Linked DNA regions of Oryza sativa: region 2 is linked to region 1. A link is a contact called in public HiCAR-type data. All regions are on one chromosome and are shown on one strand. Each heading gives the region's core, a stretch centred on a gene start, on an enhancer-like site or on the middle of the called end of the contact. The rest is flanking DNA. Distances are from core to core; before and after follow the strand shown. Region 1 holds the start of LOC9268669 (nuclear transcription factor Y subunit B-3-like). Region 2 holds the start of LOC4339054 (selT-like protein).

Evidence for each region. HiCAR-type assays count read pairs that join an accessible place to other places.
Region 2: a contact with region 1 is called in a HiCAR-type map of leaf, with 2.1 times the contacts expected there. The contact joins the promoter of LOC4339054 here to the promoter of LOC9268669 in region 1. A contact is called at or near these places in 2 of 15 Hi-C or Micro-C datasets (leaf and seedling) and 1 of 4 datasets of contacts at active chromatin or transcription factors (leaf).

Annotation. Positions count from the first base shown.
Region 1 is chr5:22,884,784-22,889,549 of ASM3414082v1, forward strand. LOC9268669 (nuclear transcription factor Y subunit B-3-like) reads right to left here and starts at 2,869. Exons shown (of 8, transcript NM_001404884.1): 1 at 2,634-2,869; 2 at 2,265-2,530; 3 at 1,983-2,112; 4 at 1,181-1,186; 5 at 448-540; 6 at 323-373. The coding sequence starts at 2,515.
Region 2 is chr5:23,043,757-23,048,522 of ASM3414082v1, forward strand. It overlaps LOC4339054 (selT-like protein), which reads left to right and starts at 2,566. Exons shown (of 4, transcript XM_015781897.3): 1 at 2,566-2,923; 2 at 3,022-3,089; 3 at 4,593-4,766. The coding sequence starts at 2,651.

The sequences.
Region 1 (4,766 bases), core at 1,619-4,118:
AATGGTAGCAGGATGGCACTACTAGATATTTACCAGAGAATCTCACGTTCATGTTATTATTAGAACAAATATAGGCATAATAAAGCTGATAAATCTAAACTAAACGTACTACATGGCCAGTAAAAATATCCTAAAACAAAGAGGAAAAAAATCAAACACAACTGTGAATCAACTAGCTAATGGAACTCCCCGAAGTCTAAACCACAATATTGTCTTGTATGCTCCCAAGACATGACGGTATATTCAGCAAAATACTTTGACAACGATCAACCATGTGTATATGCATACTGCCAGTAATTCCAAACAATTGAAGATAAATCACCTGAGGTTGCATATAACCCATTCCTTGATTGTATGCTGCTTGTTGGCCCATCTATAAAGAATAAAAATAGTGTAAGTTCACATCCTGTTGGACAGGAACAAGAAAACAAACAAGCAGACACTAACCCCTTGGGCACTTGAACTGCTTCCTCCATGAGAACCAAGTACATCCTTTTTCACAGAGCCATCACCAGCCTTTGCAGTTAATTTACTATCACCCTATGTTTTAATGATGATAAAAGAGCTGAGCAATACTCAACACATCTCAGATTTTGTGTAGGCATGATAGTACAATCATGAATCATAATAGAATTCTTGGTCTTAACCATAGTAAAAGAGTGCTCTGCTTGCTGTATGGTGCAGAATCATGATTCATCTTGTCTTTTTACCTATTGATTTTCAAAGGCATGTAGCATGCAATTTTTTGGCCCATATAGAATTGATACAGGGAAACTTGATAAAAAATTTGTTTCACTCAAGACTATACGAAGCATCATAGTACATCCAATTGACAAGAACAAGGTATATATACGATCTAAAACTGATGGAATTATTGGATCCCATGAAGAGAATTCTATATGCCTTCAAAATTTGGACATAGCTAGCTGCACAGGTGAGCTAAGCTCATGATGCAGACAGGATTGTATAGATCAATAATTCATTTTCAAGGCTGATTTTATTTATGAACTTTATATATCTTGAACATTTGCATCTTAGTGTCTATGAAATATGAATGCCTCTTAGTGTCTATGAAATATGAACACAAAGAAAAGCATGGATTTGTAGGAGGCACTCATCATCAAGCAAAAAAATCAGTAGCCTATGGAACATGATAACAAAATAGTTAAATACCACGTACCTCCATCTGCAACCAGCACAGCCATTCACCAAACAAAAACAAACAAGAGAAGCCATATTAGATTGATAAAGGAGACTTAACAAACGAAAATGACAGGCATACACAAAGTATTAATGTTTTAACTCCAGGCTACACTAAAAAAAATGTTGTAGAGAATTTGGTCTTTTTTTAAAGCTACACTATGATATGTCGTGTAAGTAGGAAGTTTTATCTTCAGGTAAGTAAACTTTCAGTGTAAAGGTGATCTTTTTATAGGATCTCTGGTTGATTCAAAACATTTTACTGTATTTGCATTGGATCTTATAAAATTTAAGATTGACGGTAAACATGGTAAATGAATTAAATAGCATTTTAGTAGCTCAACGATTCATAAAAATTTGGACTTGGTACAAGGTTAGTAGGTTACTGCAAATGATCACTGCTGTGTTTTCAGGTCCAAGCAACAGCTTTCAATTAATTAATTAATGTACTAACACCATATTCCAACCATTCCTTTCACGGTATAAAATTGGAATCATAAAGCAAGATTTGCTGACAAGAATCTTTCTTCCAAAGCAACATGAGCTAAAGAAATTAGCTCATACCACAAACATTACAAGTTATCCATCCGTCCTCAAGTTGAACAAATTACTAGAGTATACTCCCTAATAATATTAAGGTTACCAAGCAAGTTATTAGTAATTCAGACACACCTCGAAAAAGCAAACTAGCGATGTCCCTACCTAACTCGCAAAGCAATAACTAAACCTTTTTAAATCAACAGAGAATCACCCCAATTCCAAACATCCACATCAGTACGCACCTCTCTGTACTTCTGCAGGTAGACCTTGAGGGGCTCGATGTAGTCCTCGAAGCCCAGCGTGGCCATCGCCCACAGCAAGTCGTCGCCGTTGATGGTCTTGCGCTTCTCCCTCTGGCATTTATCGCTCGCCCTGTAATGTTGCCCCACCACAACAAAAACCCAGTCACATCTCATCGCCGCCAACGACAAGTCAAACAACGAGCTCAAAGCTCAAAACTCAAAAGAAGACAGAGCAGAGCAGAGCAGAGCACAAGAGGGGGGAGGACGAGGGCGACGACTCACTCGCTGGTGATGAAGGAGATGAACTCGGAGACGCACTCCTGCACGGTCTCCTTGGCGTCCTTGGCGATCTTCCCGTTGGCCGGGATGGCCTTCTTCATGATGCGGCTGATGTTGGCGATGGGGAGGAACCTGTCCTGCTCCCTCACCCCCCCACCCCCACCCCCACCTCCCCCTCCTCCCCCTCCCCCCCTCGGGCTCCCGCTCTCGTGGCTCCCCCCTCCTCCCCCCGGGCTCCCCGGCCCATCCGCCATCCCACCTCCCCCCTCCTGCACCACCACCACCCAAACCCAAACCCTAGATCCATCAGTCCCCGCATCCCAAAACCCTAGAAATGGGATTCGAGCGAAGGAGAGAGAGGCGTAGGCGTACCTTATATAGAAGCGCGGGCGCGCGCGGAGAGGGCGCGACGTGGAGAGGAGAGAGAGGGGGGTTGGGCGCGAGGTGGTGAAGCGAGGAGGAGAGAGAGAGAGAGAGAGGGGGAGAGGAGAGAGAGAGGAAGCGGGGGTGGGAAGCGGAGCGGAGGTGAGGCGGAGAGGCGAGAGGGGGAGATCGGACGCTGGAGAAGAGAAGGCGGCTGAGGCGGGCGCGATTGAAGGGGTCGGGGTATCAGGGCCGTTCGTGGAGGGGTATATATAGGGCGGACGCGGGCGCCGCCGCGTGGGGGGTACGGGTGAGGGTTTGGCTGACTGGGTTTGCCTGGCCGGTGCACGGTGGACCGGGTGTAGGGGTCTAGGGGAGGAGATTTCTTTTTTTCTTTTTTGCTTTTTGGGTTTTTCTTTTGCCTTTTTGTAGCCTTTTGTTTTAGGTTTTTTTTAGAAAAAAAAAGTTTTGGATTGAGGTGAGTTTGTCGTTTGGTGAGAGTGCACACAACGTGGGGGTTTTACAGTTTTACATCACAAATAGAATGTGAGATTTGCCATAAAAAACATTTATGATTTGCTTTTTTTTTCCCGCTTCTTCCTCTGATACACGAGGCATTTGATTTTATGCCGTTCTTAATATACGAGTGAACATTTGTTATATATCACCATTCATCAGTGGAGGGTAATTAGCCGGGAATATTAGAAGCTACCGCTGCTATACGTGACGCTGACCTCAATTATTTTTGACTGGATGGAGTATTTTATTAAAGGTTTTACATTGCCATAGGTTGTAAAGCAGTGTCATTGTAACAACAATTAAATAGCTACTTCAAGCGTTAAATTTTGTTTTAAAATATAGCTACTTCATCACTTGTTATATTATCTCAACCAATTACAACCATATTTCGTATAGATTTTTCACATAATTTTTCATCTAAACTAATCACAATTATCACTCGTTTAATTTCATTTCGCTTCTTAGTTTCTGTAAAAAGTTCTACAAGTACTTGTATTTTTAAGCAAAGTGAATAAGTTAAGTAATACCTATTGAATACATACATGGATAATTGGATATGCTTGTAAATCGATCGGCAGTGATGACAAGTCCAGAACTAAGGTATGCGCATCTAAGCCATTTAATTATATTATAGGTCAGCTTTTACTAAAACGACTAGAAGACTGTGATAGTCCTATGAAAATATCAATACTGAACGATAGGACGACAAGATATTTACAAAAGGCAGACATGACTAACGTGTTTTTCTGAGGGAACAAACAGATGGTATCTGAACAGACAGCTTTATGTCAAGATGTTCCAAGCAAACAACATTATCTTTTTGGACAGAATTACTATTACAATTATAACTAACAAAGTATTTGAGGACCGAAAACTTTTCTTCAGAAATGATTATCATCTCTTGCACCGTTGCACGTGTTCTACCCTTTCACTTTGCGTCCCGTATGTGTAAAGTCAACTGCGGATCGCAAGATGTTGCAGCTAAATAACAACCTTATCATCCTCATCCTCGGACACAATTACAATTAAATAAGATCGGCAAGATCAAGCTGCCTGATACTGCAAGTGATTGTGCAAGTGAGAATTTTCTTTTAGGTTTTAAGGCTTATGGACAAAGCAACAACATGAGGGGAGTAGTATACTAGTAGTTAGTATAGCATATCATCATCTCCAGGACCTATACTTAACCGGCATATATTCGACAGATGCGCATGATTGCCTTCCGCTATTTAACCGGGACAGACAGACACAGGACTCCCATCGCATCTGGAAGCGAACCGTGTCGCCATTTTCTAGCGACTTCGGCCGTCCAGCGAAGCAAAACTTTTGGCGTCAACGCGAAGCTTTGCGGAAACACACAATGACACAAACACAACAGCAGCTCAAAAGTGAATGCAGACACAACCTCATGCTGAAGCCAACATGACCACGAACACGTACATGCGAAATGTGTCCCCACAAAGGCAAGGCATGACCTTATCGAAAACTTTAACCCTGCCTATATCAAAATTTTCGTTGCTACCGATTTTTTGATTGGGTAGAGAACCAACCCAAGCATAGAGCGACCTGTTGTTGAAAAAGAAATTTACATCGTAAGAATTGATCCGTCGTGAAATCTCTGCA
Region 2 (4,766 bases), core at 1,316-3,815, 160 kb after region 1:
AATAGATCGTTCCGTTTTTCGTACGTACTATGCATGTCGGGAACCCAGGATTGCAAACACACCCGGTTCCGGTTAGCTGGCAGTGTGGGGCTTATGATGATTTCTAAACTTCAACTCTAATTTTTTTTTTGTATGTTAGTCGCTTTCCAAACCGATAAACAATGTGTTTTAAGTAAAAAAGAATTTCTTTACACAAGTGTTTAAATAAAAAAATGTTTTTAAATTTATAATAGTTAATACCTAACTAAGTACTCACTCCATTCCATAATATAATGCACAACCACTTTTTTTAGATGTTCCATAATATAAGACATGCATGCAAACATACAATCAACCATGGCATCTTCTCTATTAAATTATTACTTTTTCAAATTCTCCACTCTCATGTTATCTAATCCTATTGGATGCATGCATTACATTTATTAGGATGATTCAAACTACATTCTTGGTCTTTGGATTAAGGGTGACTGTGCCTTATATTTTGGAATGGATGGAGTATATTGTAATAAATCGCTTTTTTACTCAATGTTAATATGATATTTCAATATGTGGAGTTTCAATTTTCGAACTAGCCGTCAACTCGTAATAATCGTAGGGAAGCCTAAAACCGACCGCTGCGTGTCTGTTGCTGCTGTTGATATGGTGCCACAATGTCGCCTTGTCGCCTGTCGGACCATATAAGCCGAGATGACTGAACGAGTTGGAGTGGACACTGGAGTGCACAGTTCGGAGTTCGGTTAATGATTGCACGTTTCACTTTCGCCTTACACCACCAAAGTTTTACCGCACGAGTTCGAGTGGTGAGCACTTATGGCGTGTCGCTGGAAGAAAGGAAATATTTGAAGCTGTTCTCGTAGCATTCAGGCGGTAGAGAGAAGATTCTCTCTCAAAAGACGTAAGTCGAGGAAATTGCACAGGAATCGCCTTTGGAGTAGAGCATTTTCTTCCCGCCGGTAGAGGTAGCTCGTAGACTCGTAGTAGCTCCCGTTCTCCCAAAGCTGCACCGAAATTTACCAGAAAAGCGCCCAGTCATGCTGGAATAGTGCTTGACTTGATCACAATGGTGGTATGGAATTGGGCCGATGCTAATTGCTACCCATTTGGGAATAAGTCTATTTTGCCTCCCTCTTCTTTTACCTTGATCGAATCGCATACCTCAACCACAAAACTGGATATAACACATCCCTCAACTTCAGAAATCGGTGCAAATCAATTCCTTCGATGATTTAGAAAGTGGTTTACGTTGACATGGTAAGCTAACCACGTTTGACTTGCCGAGTCAGCAGAAAAACTTAAGGGCACGTTCACTTTTATGCTATTTTTAACTATATCATTTTTTGGTAAAGCTGCCAAAAAAATGTCTACATTTAGTTTGTTGCTAAATTTGGTCAATACATAAGAAATCCTGCCAAAATTTTGGCAATTATTACTATTATGCCAAAATTTTGGCATTGACAAAACTTAGTAAGGTTTATTTTGGCTACAATCCAAACAGCCACTAAAATATCATAGTGGCCCCCATGTGTCGTCCACCCATCTCTCTCCCTCATTCCATTGCCTCCTCATCCTCCACCGATGCTATTATTTGTTTATGTCCTTGTCCACCTCCACTCGCACGCTCCCGCTCCTCCTCTTCCTTGTGCTCCTCACCAACCTCACCTTCCTCCTATACCACTCTGCCCCCACCGCATGTGTGAGCTCCGCCTCGATCGATTCCACACCAACCTATTCATGTTCCTGGTCGTCAACCTCGAGGTTGCCGTGGAGGAAGATGGCAACATGAGGGGAAGAGAGGGCTACAGCGGTGGTAGTCATTGTTGTGGGCCCCGCGTGTCATCATCATTGCTGTCCTCTTCCGCCCGCCAAGCGCATCCTTTGCTGCCGACTGCCGTGACAGTCCCCTCCCCTTCCTCCTGCGGCAATGACGCCAAGGCGACATGTTGAGATGCGGGTTGCGTCTGCATGGTGCGTCGAGATTGAGAGGGGAGGAATAGGGCTGACAAGTGGGCACTATAGTTTCTTTTTTACCTTGTTACGGCCCCACTTTTATTTTCAATTCATTTGATGACTAGGCTTCCACATTAGCACAGATGGACCAAGTCAACCTACCACATCAGCATAAACTGCTTGCTAAATCTCTGAATAAATTGATTTGCACTAGTTCTAGAAGCTGAGGGAGGTGTTATAACCAGTTTTGTGATGAGGGATGCGATTCGACCGAGAGCAACAAATGAGGTAGTAGGCAACATAGACTTATTCCACCAAATGGTCTGCAAATCGCAGAGGGCTAGAGCCCATATTTCCAATCTAGCCCAGGAGGCCTAGAGCCCAACGAGACACTCTTGCAGAACACCGCGCGACCCAAAAAGACGGAGGTCGGCCTTCACCATCGGAGCGACGGAGCCCGACCACTACCAAAGATTCCCCCACCTTCCCGGCCTTGTTCGCGCTGTTCCTATAAACTCCCACTGACAACTGGGACCCGCATATCCGCGGCCCACCTGTCAGTGACCCAAGCGGAAGCTTCGTCGCTCCCTCATCGCATCGCGTCGCCGGTCGCGGGTCGTCCTCCTTCCGTTCCGCGTCCTCTCAAAAGGTTGGGAGGAGGAGGAGGCGACGCGGAGCGCAGCAGTGTGAGTAGTGGTAAGCCATGGACCGCGTGCAGCTCCTCCTCGTCGGTCTCCCCGCCCTCCTCTTCCTCTCCGACCTCTCCCACATCTTCGCGCCGCCGCCGCCGCATCTCCGGCACCCCCACCACCACCCGCCGCACCACCATCCCCATCCGCCTCACCACCACCCCCCGCATCACCCCCACCCGCCTCACCACCCGCATCCGCCGCATCACCCCCACCCGCCTCACCACCCGCATCCGCCGCACCATCACCCCCACCCTCACCCCGATCCCGCCGCGGAGGCCATACAGGTGGGTGGGTCGTGAACCCTAGCCCGAGTTTCTGTTGCTGCGATCTAAGCGGCGTGCTGATTTTCTTTTTTTTGGGGGGTTTGGCACGGTTGTAGCAGGCTAACGTTGATGGAGCTGGATATGGCACCACCGTCGAGCTGCAATTCTGCGCCTCCTGCTCGTACAAGTGAGTTTCGTTAGTCCAGTGTGTTTTGCGTTCATGTGGTATCAGTGGCCGCAGTTGGTTCGTTGGATTATTTCTGTGCAGATTAAATGAGCATACTATTGTTGTAGCGAGCACCAAGCGGCTTAGTTGTGTGCTTGCCACAGTTGATAATATTCAGTTCGATTTATCCTGCACAAAACCATCTAAAAAAAAATCTACTCCGCACAAAGATTTGCTAGGTGGGATTGCTTGGTACTCCACTCTAGTGCTACATATGATCGATTACTGCCATACGTCCTGTGTTCATATGTACACTCATAACACTCCATGCTTGGTAGTTGTAAGCCTCACTCCAGTTCGCTTCTTAAATTCACGATTACATCTTAGCAGTAGTGGGGAACTTTGTATGGGATATGGGTTCTGCAGTTATCGTTAATACACAGTGTGAATGATCTGTTGGACATATTAGAAAGAAAAATGTAAATGATAACAGTCATACACAGTGTGAATCACCTATATAAGGATGGAGGGGAGGACCCAGTCTAATCCTATCCAACCGACTCTATCCCGTCCCTAAGACCTCGATCTCTCTGCCCACCGCCTATGACACTCATCTCATTTAGCTCTTTCTATTTTGAGATGAGACAATTTGTGATGATACATTGCATATATGTGCTGATCCATGCTTTCAGCTGCTTTGCACATATAAGCCTCTAGCTTGCGTTCAGAATTTCAGATGTTACATGCCAATGCCGAGTATGTGTGATTCAGTTAGTATGAAATGCCGGTATTTGTGCATTCACTGAATATCACACTTTCCCTACTTATAGCTTTGGGATCAGAAAGTTTTAGCTTGGATTCGTTGTGGATCAATAGATATTTGCAGATTTTACTTTTTATGCTTAACTTGTTGCGATGTTCCTACACTCTCTATTTTTTTGGTAAAACACATTTTGTTCCATGGAATTAGTTATGCACCTGAGGAGGCTTATTTGTTCCATGGAAAGTTTGATTACTCAGACAAATACCACAAGTTTGCTCTAAGATCATGCTATGACAAAGTAGTAGGACATTCCAAAAATGCTCAATAGGCAGTAAAAGAACTCTTTGAATTATTTGTATACTGTTACCAGACAATTGAATTTTAGGTTACAGTGAAATATTGCATGCAATAAAATGTGATATGGACCATATAAAAAATTGTTATATATGGATATAGATCTCCTAAGCTGAAAGCATGAGTATTTACTTAATTTACTTTGTATTTATAACATAGAACATAATTAGTTATTATAGTTAAAGTTTGATATGTATATTTCTCAATCTGTGGACTTTGGTACTTGTTGTCTTACCTTGATTACTAATGGATTTTAGTTGAAAGAGCAATTAAAGTTGTGTGCCTAAATAGCCTCTCCTCTTCTTTCTAATTTATAAAAATATCTTTTGTCCATCCAAAAGACAATTCAATAGATTCTATGCTTTGCATCTGCAGGTTACACTGATAGTTTGAGTAACATTTTGTAGGGGGACTGCAATGACTATGAAGCGCATGCTGGAAACATCATTTCCAGGCATTCATGTTATCTTGCACAATTACCCTCCACCCTTCCCCAAACGTGTACTTGGCAAACTTGTGCCAATTCTTCAGGTTGGAGCCATTGCAACAATAATGGCTGGTGATCATATTTTCCCCAGACT